2 separate regions of the Rattus norvegicus genome follow, and region 2 is linked to region 1. Evidence: chromatin contacts called from public Hi-C data. All regions are on one chromosome and are shown on one strand. Each heading gives the region's core, a stretch centred on a gene start, on an enhancer-like site or on the middle of the called end of the contact. The rest is flanking DNA. Distances are from core to core; before and after follow the strand shown.

The links. Hi-C and Micro-C count contacts between places; a contact is called where the count stands out from the background.
Region 2: a contact with region 1 is called in a Hi-C map of Schwann cells, with 2.2 times the contacts expected there. The contact joins two enhancer-like sites. A contact is called at or near these places in 1 of 12 Hi-C or Micro-C datasets (Schwann cells) and 1 of 1 datasets of contacts at active chromatin or transcription factors (oligodendrocytes).

What each region holds. Positions count from the first base shown.
Region 1 is chr2:120,016,483-120,020,541 of GRCr8, forward strand. No RefSeq gene overlaps it. Among named protein-coding and RNA genes, the nearest start is that of Rnu6-1158, 480 kb to the right of the region's middle. Within about 2 kb of position 2,294, at least 12 of the 93 cell types and tissues checked have an H3K27ac peak or open chromatin away from gene starts, as enhancers often do. A contact at or near this core is called in Schwann cells, where this site is marked.
Region 2 is chr2:120,245,624-120,249,682 of GRCr8, forward strand. No RefSeq gene overlaps it. Among named protein-coding and RNA genes, the nearest start is that of Rnu6-1158, 250 kb to the right of the region's middle. Within about 2 kb of position 2,023, at least 1 of the 93 cell types and tissues checked has an H3K27ac peak or open chromatin away from gene starts, as enhancers often do. A contact at or near this core is called in Schwann cells, where this site is marked.

The DNA of each region.
Region 1 (4,059 bases), core at 1,044-3,543:
TTTCAGTCCCCTCCCCCCAGGGTGACCAACAAATCTGTTCCTATTGGGATTCCTGTTAAACCCTTATAAATACTGCTCGGTCCTCCATGGCCATTTGTGAGACTTCTACTTGGTCTTTGAAATGCTCTCTAGCCTTCTTGCTTTTATCTTTTCTTCTCTCTTATTGATTTTTCTCCTTAAGACTTTAATTCACTCTTCTGCAGTTGCTGCAGTCAAGAGCAAAATTCTGCAGATCACATAGAGATAACATTCTCACCCAGGCTGGGTCACACACATCTCACACAAGAGAACCAGCATCCTGCGGATAGCTGGTCCTTTCCTGCTTTCCGAACCCTTTTGGCCTCTCTTTTCATTTTTTCCCCTCTCCTTTACTATTTGAGACTTAATCTTACTTCAATCTTATTCTTCATGCTGAGCTCATCTGAAATGTGCCAATAATTGCTACCAGCTAAATCTGGCCTCATCATTCTGAAAATTCTTCATTGAAATCAGTCCCACGGAACGGGAATCCGGCCATTTCTGCAGGTTAAAATGACATCTGGGTTGCAGCTCCCCTGGTAGAGTGTATAATACATGCGCAGATCATTTTCGTGGGAGTTCAGTTATATTCCAAGAGATAAAGGCATATAGAACTTAGTGAAATGAGCCAGCAAAATTTTACTTAGTTTGGTGAAAATGATGTCATGTGAGTAGCAACTAAACCATTGCAGAGGTTGGAGGGAGATAGAACGAACCTGGATGCTGTAGAACGACTTCCTCTGTTTTCCAGATACACATTTACTACATTCAACACAGTGTTCCTGAGTTTCTAGAGTGATAGTCTCTGTCAAGATCAACATCTTGTCACAGTAAGCATGTGTGTGTTATAAACATGCAAACAAAGGAGAGAGACCCTGATTGACTCTAGGCAGGTGGTTGAGGGAATTTCCAGACGGAGCTGCCATTGCATCGTTCAGAGAAGACTATTACTTTTACTTTTTCAATGTCTAGCTAGCTTCGTCCTCTAAGCTAAGTCACCAGTATAAGTGCCACATTAAATCACCGGTAGTCCTGTCGTTTACAAGGAACTGGCAACATTTCATTACTTATTTTAATTTTCCTCCAGATATCAGCAAGGATTAGAGACAAGAGAGGTACCAGCCACACTCACAAAGAAGTTAAAACAGACCTCTGGGTCATCTTCATACCCTGTTTCCCTTCTTAGTGCACAGGCATCAACCCTGTGCTCAAATCAAGTCCCTACTGTGAAAACACGAGATCCTAGGTAAAGCATGAGCTTCCTGTTTGAGGAGATGCCTTAGAGGAATAGGAAGAGCACTTGGTGTGCAAACATGGAGGTCAGAGTTTGAAACTGAGTGCCTACTTCAAAAGCCATGTATGAGTGGACAGTTGCCTATAACCAAAGCACTTTGGGGACAGGAGACATAATACACAGCTCTTTTTATATCATAGACATCTGAAGACTCCACCCTACTCCCTCCTGCCTGTGGGAGAGTGGCTTCTTCAACCATATCCACAGGGCACAGAGGTGAACCTGAGCCCAGGCAGAGGAGCACCCATTTGATTGACAGAGAAGCAAGTGGGTGTCAATAATCTATCTCTTCTATGTTCTGAGCTCTTACCTTACACAAATGCCTGATTTCATTATTTTTTCCCCTTTACTAGTTAAAATAATTAAATTAATAATCTACATGTGCACGAACTTGTAATGTAGACTACTGCTCTTTTGCAATTTCATTTAACCTACAAGACAACAATGATCAAAACCCGAGGCACCAAGACTGATAGAGACTTATCCACTATGCCACAGCTGGTGCTAAGACCCGTGCCAGCCCTGCAGTGATTCCTGGGTCTAAGTCATAGTCACTTCTGCTGGGGGTAGTACTCCCCTTTTCTGGGCCCAGGTCCTATCTCTGTCCACTGTGAATGTGGTTGAAGAAGCCATTCTCCCAAGAAGGATGCCCTTCTGTGGTAAATGATGTAAGAGCTGTGTGGTAAGGCCAGCATTTTCCCCAAGTCCTCTCGCGGTCCATTCAGAGACCGACATAGCATTTCAAAAGTCTACATCTCTCTCTCTCTCCACTTCTATTTTTGTGTTCATTTTCTGGGCAATTTAGAATGAGTTCAGAGCACATTGATTGCTTGTAGTTCCCAAATGACAAATGGGCAAAGCCTGCTTTATCCAATCAGGTCTAAGATACAAGCTCCACTGCGCATGTGCTCAGTGTTTGCCCTGCCAGCGCTCTAAGAGTGGATGGATGTCCTGTGTGGTTCTTAGGGTCAGTGGTCAGTGATGGGATAAGAGCTGGAATCTCCTTCTGTTCCAGAGATGCCATCCATCTCAGAGCATGGCCTATGCTGCCATGTGATTGGAGAAGAGAGGAGCTGAAGAGAGGAAGAGGGAAAGAAAGAGGAGACGGAGGAGGTAGAGGAGGAAAAGCAGGAGGGGTGCAGAAGGAAGAGGAGCAGCAGATAGAAGAGGAGGTGCAGGAGCAGGGAAGGCGGAACAGGACAAGGGAGAAGGAGAAGGAAAAACAGGAAGCAAAGGAAGAGAGAGGGGAGGAGGTGTGAGAAGAGCCAAAGGAGGAGGGGTAGGAGGAGGTAGAGGATGAGGAAGAAGCTCTTGGCAGAATTCCAGGCTCTGGGGCTCTAGCTCCACACAACTTGGGGAATAAAAATCAGGCTTTGGGCTGTGCAGGTTCCAAGTCACAGGGCCTCCATGGCTGGCAAGCATCAAGCCGGAAACTCTGCTGAATAGAGCCCTAAATGTTTTTTTGTTTGACATTCATGCTTAACAGAAAATGATGAATCCATTAGCAACCCCTTCCGTTGCCAAAAGAAACAGACTCGCACTCGGCGATTGCTTTCACTGCGCTATCAAGCCACCACATGCTCGGCTCACAAAGCTGACCGTCATCCATCACTTTCAAATGGGTTTAGAGGTACAGTTGTCTTTGTCTGAAGTGTGTGGACGAGTCAGCATGAATGGGGCTCATTAAAGCAGACTGACCCAAACAGTTTAAATGGGATTCGCGGTAGGGGGAGAACATTTTATTTGAGGTTTGTTTGGAATTATTTTGAAGTTTGTCACTAATTTTAAAAAACAATGGGCTCATTTTCCTAACTCCTTTTCCATCCCTAAGATGTGTTCAAGAGAACAAATGGCTATATTATACACGGACTCAAAAACATGCTCTTTGGGACATGAATAAAAAGATCCTATGATTATGAAATTTCAAGAGTTCCCTTGTGCTCTAGAACAGGGCACATTGAAATGACTCCACAGGGCACCGCCAAGTTTCTCTCCCTCTCCTCGGCCCCTTTCTGCCAATCCATAAATGGTATCTTTGAACATCATCTTTGGACCTGTTTTTCATCATCTCAGATGGCCTCTCGAGGAATGCATTCCAAAGTCAGTGATTCCAAGGACGGATTAAATCCTCCATAAAATGGGTTTAAATATTGTGAGGAAGGCACCTGGCTGTACACATCTGGGCCTGACAGAACACCACTGGATTCTGAACACTTCAAGATGTCCAACAAGGTGGAATGTGTTGAATATGACCATCTTCAGTGTGAGTCTAAGGGATCTCTCTCTCTTTCCCTTTCTCCCTCCTTCCCTTCTTTTCTCCCTCCTACCTCCCTCCTTTCCTCCCTCACACTCTAAATTGTTATTAGATTCATATAGAAATGTAAATAGAAGAAATCCTGCCCCAAGAAGAACATGTATTTCAAGAAAGGACAAAAGTCATGTGACCGACTCTTCATTGTGGCCAATATGGCCGATTTTCCCAGGACCTTGACCTCTTTGCTACATCAATTATAACCTTAGCTTACTGGATTAAGTAGATTGAAGGAGCCTCACTGAGCTTTAAGGAGGACTAGGTAGGTGCACAGGAGTGAGTTTAGAATTCACCATTTTCCAAACATTGGAAAAACATTTGAGTATTTGAACATAGAGCTGTGGTAGTATATGCTTGCTGGATCCTAGCATTATTCCTGAAATCTTATTTATTGCGGGTGTCAAGGACTCAGGATCAAAAGCTAAAGACCATTGGG
Region 2 (4,059 bases), core at 773-3,272, 230 kb after region 1:
CCAAGCCCTATGATCTAAGTTTCATCCACAGGACTGACACGAGGAAAGGAGAAAGGACTGCTACAAGTTGTCCTCCGAGCTCTGTGTGTACTGGGACATGTGTGCAACACACACACACACACACACACACACACACACACACGTAAATCAAAAATACAATCGGATGAGTACGTTTACCTAAACACATTTTCTTTACCTTCTTTCTATTATGGAAAATAACAATCCCTAAAGAAGAAAGGCTAGCATGATTAACTTCCATAATTATTGCTATATCTTGTTTCATTTCTTTCCCTCTAACGCCCCTCCCCCCTTTCCTGCCAATGTTTGTTGAGCAGCCCCGGCACATCACAACATTTCAACTGCAAATGCTCAAGCCTTTCTCAGAGATAAAGACTTCTGCCTTAGCTATATTCTGCGTCACTACGTCAAAACAAACCAACTGACAGGCCCGAAATCAAAGGAACAAAACCACTTAGCAATAATTCCTTCTGTCCTTTTCAAATCAAACATTCCAAGGCCCAGTACCTCCCGCCCACTAGACTAGTCAGGAGCCCAGCCACTTGAACATTTTCACTTGGGTCTATAATCAAGGAAGAATTTGAGGGTTTTTAACTGACAGACATTGGTCTCCAGGTCTTCAAACCAAGGGGAAGTACAAAAGGCTGAGGAGCAAGTAAAGAGCCAACTGAAGGGTCCCCATGCTGAAACGGGAAGCAGATTCGTCAGGAAGCAGTAAAGAGACAGAATAATTACTAAAAATATCAGCATAAAACACATCAGTTTTGAAAACTCATCTCTTCACATTTTATTGATAACGGGGCCTACCTGAATACTCTCTGCCTCAGAAAGCAGTGGAAATGCATGTGTGGGCAGGACACAGAGATCCACCCTCAGGATTGGGTCTTGTGTCTGGTAGGGAGGACATAAAGTGTCATACAAAAGACTGAAGAAGATTTTCAAGGGACATTGATCGTGCCGCTTTCAGGTCAGAACTCCATGTTTGTTTAGAAAAGTCTAACTATGCACGGATGATAGAAATGTTTTGTTACCCTTTCACCTCAAGACTTCGCCATCACTCTTTTGCTCCTTAGCAATGAAGCTGTAAGCTGCCGAATAGGGTTGGTGTGGCCTGCTGACTCTGCCTGTCACCGTGGAAAGGCCAAACTGCCCCAAGTGATTCGAATGTGCTTCTCTCTCAAATGAAAAAAAAAACTGTAAAACACAGCCTCACCCCTCTAATCAGAAACCACATGTGTACAACAGGACACATTCCACTAGGTGCCAATCATCATTTTCTCAATGTTTCTACTAAAGGGTACCAGGCTCCGTTATCCGATAACAGCAGTATCTGTAAATTGCTAGATCACAATACTTTGGTGGCAATGGTTTGGAGGCCCAATGGCTGAGAAAGACAACGTACATTCAACCAATGTGCACACAAATCCACCTTTGGCCAACCTGGTCTGGGAAATGTTTACCCTGATCCTCCTATTCTCAGCCTTGCTCTGCTCCTAGACCCTCCCCACCCCATCTGTGGCTGAGGCCTTCCCCTTGAATTGGCTGTCCAGACTCCCTGACTTCCCTCTGTGTTTCCCAACACCCTAACTAAAGCAAGCGGATACCTACACCTCGCTTACCTGAGTCATCCCCTCTCATGGAATTGACTAAAACTTTAACATGCTAGGAGCCCAACAGCAGGACAAACTGGTAGCTTCTCCATGAGAATCCAGCTCTAATGAGCAAGAGACACTTCCAACTTTACATCCTGACTTAATATCTGGAACCTGAGTGCCCCTCTGCCGTGGAACAGAAGTCTGGTTTCTATCTGTCCTGTAGAAACGGTGACATCACCCCATTGGGCCTGGCCCTCTGTCCCCACCCTCTTCGTTTCTTACTCAATGCTCAATTGTTACCATGGTCTTGCTCATTCTCTTTTGCTTCTACTGTCTTGACACCCTTCCCTGAAGAGGCCCATGAGACTGACCAAGAGTCTGTCCCTGTCTAGAAATAGCTGACTTCAGCACCCTTGGCTGGCTTGGTTAGACATTAAGAAGAGCAGAGTAGATGAATTGCATAGTTCCCATACTGAGTCTTACCGGATTAGTCAGTGAGCGGCACTCGGACCCTTTATAAAACACAGACAGTGCTCCATTGTCCCAGGATCAGCACCACTGTTCCTGCTTCCAGTGTCCATAGATAGGTCTGTTATATGGGGGAAACTGGCTAGATTTGTGTATGTATGAATTATGTGATGAAACACCGTTGTCTAACCTCCTAGCTTACCCCTGGAGGTGGTGTCCCTGATAAGTCACTTCACCTCAGCCCAAGCCTCAGATCCTTCCCCTGTAAAATGGGCCACTAAGAAGACCTGGGCTGAACCATCCCAGTCACTGCTCAGAATCACTGTCCTATGTATTCCCTGGATAGACACCTTTGTCACAAACCAGCAGTGTGGCGGGGGCGCTGCACTTAGCCTGGGTTCAAGTCTGCATCCCATCTGGATTCTGTCACCCACTAGCTACTGAGGCTCTGGAGTTTGGGGGGTTTTGTTGTTGATAATTGTAAACAGGGAGGATAATGACTTGATACATGTATACTGATAAGCAGAATGCCAGGCATGCAATACATGTTCAAAAACATGGGTCCATAAGACATCCAGACACCCATCCTCACTGTTAGCAGCCCTGCACATGCATGTATACCGAGAGTAGAGATGATAGGTCATTCCTTCATCAGGACTCAAGTTTCCACACAAATGTGGGGAAATGGTTCTCTAACCCAGAAAGTTAAAAAAAAAAAAGAAAGGAAGGAAGAAAGAAAGAAAGAGAGAAAGAAAGAAAGAAAGAAAGAAAGAAAGAAAGAAAGAAAGATTGATTAAAAATTCTCCTCACCGTGGAGTGCTCCTCCTGAATTAGCCCTGCTGACTACCTGTTGAATCTTCCATAACTCAAATACTTGCAAGAGATTATGGAAGCAAAACTTAAGTAAATGCATACATTGAAAATTACTTTTGCCAGTTTACTTCACACTGTCAGATCTTAGCTACAACTATTGAAATTAAGCCAACAAAGAACCTGTGACACCTTTTATGTAATTTATTCACTCAAAATACACTTCTGAACAATGTTCTCTGCAGGACGCTGTGTGTGAGATGAACGTGGTTGGCTGGTCTCTATGATGCGTGTGTGTGTGTGTGTGTGTGTGTGTGTGTGTGTGTGTGTGTGTGTGATGAATGTGGTTGGCTGGTCTCTATGATGCGTGTGTGTGTGAGATGGATGTGGTTGGCTGGTCTCTATGATGCGTGTGTGTGTGTGTGTGTGTGTGTGTGTGTGAGATGAACGTGGTTGGCTGGTCTCTATGATGCGTGTGTGTGTGTGTGAGATGGATGTGGTTGGCTGGTCTCTATGATGCCGTGTGTGTGAGATGAACGTGGTTGGCTGGTCTCTATGATGCCGTGTGTGTGAGATGAATGTTGTTGGCTGGTCTCTATGATGCGTGTGTGTGTGTGTGTGAGATGAACGTGGTTGGCTGGTCTCTATGATGCGTGTGTGTGTGTGAGATGGATGTGGTTGGCTGGTCTCTATGTGTGTTTATAAGACAGTAACATGCAGAAGCACCTGTCAACCTCAGTTCTCTCCAAGTGCCATGTAAGGCATACGAAGTAAGAAGTGGAGCTGTTTCTGGCTGGGGACAGAAAAGCACAGTGATGACCAGGGCCCCAGAGATTAGAAGTGGGTATTGGTCTCCTAGAAAGCAGGAGTGGCTGACTTCAGCAATGTCTAGAAGAGCCTACTCTGGGTCCAGGAGTCACTGTACAATTCCATCGGGTAGCCTTAAAAGATGGGAGGGAACCAGGGAGTCCAGGTCATGAGGTTTGGCCTCCACTGACTTTGGGCCTCTTTCCACAAAGACAGCACAACAAAAATCTGAAGAGGAAGAGGACAATCCACATGGCATCCAAAGGAAAAGGCTTCTACTAACATCTCCACAAGGTCATTAGTCTCCGGGACTCTCGGAGGCGCGGGCAGAAGAAGGCTTCAGATACACGCTCGCCTGGCT